Regions from separate parts of the Mus musculus genome. Here region 1 is linked to region 2. The links are chromatin contacts, called in public Hi-C maps. All regions are on one chromosome and are shown on one strand. The core of a region is the stretch at or near the end of the contact, and the rest is flanking DNA. Distances in the headings are between cores, read along the strand shown.

Region 1 (2,700 bases), core at 34-2,533, 790 kb before region 2:
AGTATAGAGCCAGGAACAAAGGATCGACACCTCTAAAAGAGGCCCCAGAGAGGTTCCTTGCCCCTCCCTACCATCTAGGAACAAGGAAGCCTTCATCGGGCACCCACTCTGCTGGTGCCCTGATCTGCAGCTTCTAAGCCTTCAGAGCCTTAAGTAGGTCATTCCTGTTGTTTTTAAGTCCCTTGGTGGATGGTGTTTTGTTATAGCTGCTCGAACAGACTAGGGCAGTGGTTCTCAACCTTCCCAATGCTAAAAGCCATCTTTTAGTACACAGTTCTTCACATTACGGTGACTTCAACCAGAAAATGATTTCATTGCTACTTCCTGACTGTAATTTTGCTGCTGATATGAATCCTAATGTAAATACCTGATAGGCAACCCCCAGAGGGGTCGTGACCCACAGGTTGAGAACTGCTGGACTATTTCCACAAGAAACAGAGCTGTAGCCCCCCATGGTGAGGGGGAAGGAAGCACATGCAGTGTGCTAGGGAAAGTGACACTGAAGATATAGTGAAGCTGCTGCGCTGTCCTTGCAGAACCATGCTCTACTTGGGGTACACAGCATGTTTAGCGAAAGTCACTGCCCTAAAGACTCAGGCTGCCTATGTGTTTGCCCCAAATGAGCCACTGGATCTGGATGCTTGACTTTGTCCCCATCCTCCCCACCACCCAAAGGCACAATAGCGTGGTAAGATCTGCACAATATCAAGCCAGCCAAATGTAGGGCATAGCTGGGGGCATGCCTCTCGCTGAGGAGCTGTTGAGAATTGGTAGCTACTGAGGAAGGAGAGTCAGTTTTCTTTGGCTGGGACACCGATAGACTGGCCGACTTCCAGTGAGTGGCCCTACACCCATGCTCATGATGGCAGTAGCAAGGAGACTCAATGGGTTTAAAAAAGAGTATACAATGCTGGAGGGACCAGTGAGGGGTGGGGACAGTAAAGGAAGAGTTGGAAGAGGAGATGGGATGGGCTTGATCAAAACGTATTCTATTCATGCATGACATTCTCAAAAACTAGATTTTAAAAAGCCACTCTAATCAAGGAGCTGTCGTTCTTGGGTTGATGGGTTTCCTCAGTTTCCCTCAGCTGAGCTGCTCCTCATCGTTTCTGTGGACTGTTCCTTCGGTTTGCAGCTCTCCACCAGTTCTCTTCTTCTTCATCCCTGCTTTCTTGGCCATTGCATCTGAATACTTATTAGATTTTGTTTCTTGACCCTCCCCTTCGACTGTCCCAAGCTGTCCTATTTATAGCTTGCAGCTGTTGGCAGAGCTGCAGTGTTAGCCTTTGGGGAGACGTCCATAGGCTGGGTTGCCTGTGAGTTGTCTGGGAACACAGGCTGAGGCGAAGGAGACACCCAGGCGAGCTTTTTCTCTCAGAATTTATGATGAAAAGTTGGATTTCTTGAGCCAGGAGTTTACGATGGACAACAGCCCTGTGTTTGTAATTTGCAGAAAGATGGGGACGGCACATTCCACTAAAGCAGGAACTGGCTAAACCCAGCTTTTTGACTCACAAATTAGTCAATAACTCTCTAGCAAAAATTAGAAATTGTGGCTTCAGTTAAAAATTGCTTCTGTTAAAGGAGGAGGAGGGAAGAAGAAGAAGAGGAGGAGGCAGCCAAAAATGGGATATTTGGGGCAAAATTTAAATAACAATTCTAAGAGTTTTGGGTTAAGTATTTTTCTTACAGAGCATGCATCTTAAGTCAGGTCATATAGTGTGCACATGGCTCTAGTAAGACAGATGCTGTGAAGGCGGTTAGTGCAGGGAGAGATGGATGGATACACCAGGCTGACTTTAGGTATAAATCATTCACACTTTACCCACGCGATAAGCGTATAGAATTTCGAAAATGTTGACTTCTAACGGGCTCCCAGGCGATCCGCAAGCTGTACCTTCCAAAGGCTCCTGCCCAAGGCCTGCAGTGGAGCCCGAAGGAGGGCTCGCCTCCTTACCCTGAAAAGCTATGGGGCTCGCCTTTTCTTTTTAACAGTATTGTCCCTGGTTCTATTGATTAACTTTGGATCTTTCTTCTCATGACCGCGGCTACCTTGTGCGTCCTCATCCTAACAGCGCCTGGAACCTTTCTCCTTCCCCACTTCCGTCTTTGGGACTTCGGCCCATCTTCACTTTCCGCTGCGTGGAGGCTCAGATGAAAACATGTGTTTCTGATGCTCTGTGTCTTGGCCTGGGAGGAGCCTGAGGGAAGGCTTTCCTATTCCAAATTTGTCTCAGACTTTAGCACGTCAAAACTCATTGCAGTCAAAGTCAGCAGCGTCCCAAACCTCCAGTTCGCTCATTGCCTGAGAAGCCCAAGGGGCTCCGGAGCAGGCTCCGTTCGTGGGTGGACCAGACAAGACAGTTTGATACAGCTGAAAAAACACGGCGGTAGAAAGAGTCTTGTCAAGCTTGGTCTTTGACTGCAGGGGAAGTGGCACTTTTTGTCACCAGTTAGTTATGTAACAATGCTCTTTCAATATTTAAAAATGTTCTCTCTTTTTGAAGCCTTTTTTTTTTTTTTTAGTTTTTTGAGACAGGGTTTCTCTGTGTAGCCCTGACTGTCCTGGAACTTACTCTGTAGACCAGGCTGGCCTCGTACTCAGAAATCCGCCTGCCTCTGCCTCCCAAGTGCTGGGATTAAAGGCGTGGGCCACCACTGCCCCGCTTGAAGCCTTTTTTAAACAAGAAAAAAGATGCC
Region 2 (2,700 bases), core at 78-2,577:
GGCCTAGCAATGATGGTCTGCAATGATCCTTGTAAGGAAGACATCTCTCATGAGCTACAGATTTGGCTAAAAGCAATGGGATATATTCTGGGTTCTCTAAGTACTTTGCCATTGATGCAATGTAACAGGGAAAGAACATCAAAACCCATGAACCTCCAGGAGCTGTATGACTAGGAAGATAGGACTTCACTATGAAGAACATCTGTGTATCCTTGGCTGTATGCACATGAGTAATATAGGCCAGGGCAGCCAGTATGCATTGTATGCTGGGGTGGAGGAGAGTGGAGAGGAAGCAAGTTATTTAGGTTTAGAAAATCTCACCCGGGCCTCAATGTGAGCAGGTTTCGGCATAAGGAAACTGGGATGACATGGTTTCCCTTACAAGTTGATGTTCTTGGCAACATCAAAACCAGAACACCATGAGTAGCATGCATGAGCTTCATTTATGTGTGAAGACTGAGGGAGCTTAGGTGGCTTCAGGGGGTCATTAGAGAATGTAAAGGCCCTAGCATGTCCTCTCTGCATTCGGAGTTACTGTGATACAAACACCTATGACCCCAGACTTCTCTTGCCGCTGATTCAGTCACTCTTCCACACCCCCTTTCTGTGATGGACTGAAACCATGAGCCAAGATATAATAAATCTACCTTCCCATAAGTTGTTTCTATCAGGTTTTGGGGTCCTAGCTGCACACACATGACCAATACAGTCCCTCATACACCTCGACTTTAGAGAGAATATTAACCACACTATGCCATAAACCTTGTCTCTTTACTGCTAAAAAAATGTTGATATCTGCATAGTGGGTTCCAAATCAATACTAATCCCTCTCTCTTGAATTACACACATGTACATGTACACAGAACAAATCTCAAACTCTCTAGTATCATGCAAACCTCTCTATCCTATTCTCCATGTTTATATGAAAATTTCAGTTTTCAATCAGCTGGAGACAGAGCTGAGCCCCTGCTACGTGCTTGTTGATTTACATTTGGAAATGGCATGTATTCTAACATCAGAGAATCTTGGGTTGGATACGAGGTACTGGACTTAGTAAACTTAGGTGAGCAGTTTAGTCTTTTGGTGTCTGTGCCGGTCCTTGAATGACTTCTGACCCACTAACCCTGGAGAGGACACAACTGTAGAAGAGTAGGACTGACCGTCCTGCCTCTAGTTCCTTGAATTCTTTTAAGGTTGCTGAAGAGCAACTGTTAAGGCATATGGCATCATTATACAAGTAGGGAATCAGTCCAGAATGGTTACATCATTTCCACACAGCTGTTCTTGCAACGTAGAATTGGGCCTCAATTAACCCCAGTGCTGTGGCTCGTCCATCCAATTAATCACAACGTTAGACTGACTAAGTAAGATTGCGTCTGTAAAGCTATTCCCTGACAGATATCAGCCCCTTCACAAATGCATGTGGTCATGACAATGAAACTTTCTTTATAAAGGGAGATGGTGGATGAGACTTAATCTCTAGGCAGTTTTGCTAACTTCTGGATAGATTGCAGTGAAATGTTAAAAATAATTGTTAAAAATAAAAGTAATGACTTTTCCATCAGTTATCAATAATGGCTCTCTGTAACAATGGATCATAGAACTTCTGAAAATAATCTGCCACTATTATGAGCCCATGCAAGCCCACTTGCTGAATCCCAGTTCCAGCCAGCACCTTCTCAGCTGTTTGGCTTGGGACAAGCAGTCTGCATCCTAATACCTGGGAATCAGAAATGGGGCTTACCGAGCTATACTCCAAAATGATTGTAAATAATTTATAGAAAGAACATACTAGCAAAAACATAGGGTCCAGAGACCCCTAAGCTGGAGCAGATCTGAAAGCCACATCTCTGAGAACTAGATGTCATGGTACCAAAGGTGTCATGCCAGCTTCTAAAGTAAACAAACAAAGTTCCTACCCAGCTATGAAACCTACGAATGCCAACAATGACCAGCATGTATGACAACTGTAAGGGTGTAGTAGTGGCACACATACCTCGGTTCTAACCAACAGCTCTTCAATTGGACTTAAATCCACTAAACAAGAGGGAAGTTATACCTGATACTAGAAACCTAGCCAACTCCCCAGACCTAGTAAAGTCATAGATCTTGGAGAAGAACCTACAGCCACCACTTTGCAAAACCAGCATTAATTCCTAATTACATTTTAAATAATTGTCTTTAGACTCACAGATAAGTATATTCCTCACCCCCACCAAGAAATTTTCTTTTTGCCAAAAAGAGAGACCAGTACAGAAAATCATAACCACTCAAAATGCAGAGTTATAAACCCAGTCTGACTACAATACACTCCTGCACCTAAGGCTAAGGAACATTGCAGAAGTGGGTATAGAAAGATTGTCAGATTTAGAGGATCAGGGGTTTGCTGTGAGACTTTGTCTCCTAGTGAGGTTATATTTATGTATTTAGGAATACACACACACACATATATATGTATGTATGTATATATATGTAACAAAAATTAATGATAAAGAGGCTATGAATTTGAAAGAGATCAAACTGGGGTGTATGGAAGGGTTTAGAGGCAGAAAACGAGAGAGGACAATGATGTAATTATGGTACAACCTCAATCTCAAAAAATAAACAACAGCCAAAAAGAACTCATTAAGAAGCCTTACACTAATGAAAGAGGACCTGCATTGAAATTCACCTCTCACTTTGGTTATGGCTTTTAGGATA

The links. Hi-C and Micro-C count contacts between places; a contact is called where the count stands out from the background.
Region 1: a contact with region 2 is called in a Hi-C map of uterus, with 6 times the contacts expected there. The contact joins two enhancer-like sites. A contact is called at or near these places in 2 of 484 Hi-C or Micro-C datasets (both in uterus) and 1 of 115 datasets of contacts at active chromatin or transcription factors (embryonic limb bud).

What each region holds. Positions count from the first base shown.
Region 1 is chr7:73,325,989-73,328,688 of GRCm38.p6, reverse strand. All of the region lies in intron 1 of A730056A06Rik (RIKEN cDNA A730056A06 gene), which reads left to right. Among named protein-coding and RNA genes, the nearest start is that of 4930429H19Rik, 17 kb to the right of the region's middle. Within about 2 kb of position 1,283, at least 36 of the 459 cell types and tissues checked have an H3K27ac peak or open chromatin away from gene starts, as enhancers often do. A contact at or near this core is called in uterus, where this site is marked.
Region 2 is chr7:72,537,073-72,539,772 of GRCm38.p6, reverse strand. No RefSeq gene overlaps it. Among named protein-coding and RNA genes, the nearest start is that of Gm39035, 230 kb to the right of the region's middle. Within about 2 kb of position 1,327, at least 9 of the 459 cell types and tissues checked have an H3K27ac peak or open chromatin away from gene starts, as enhancers often do. A contact at or near this core is called in uterus, where this site is marked.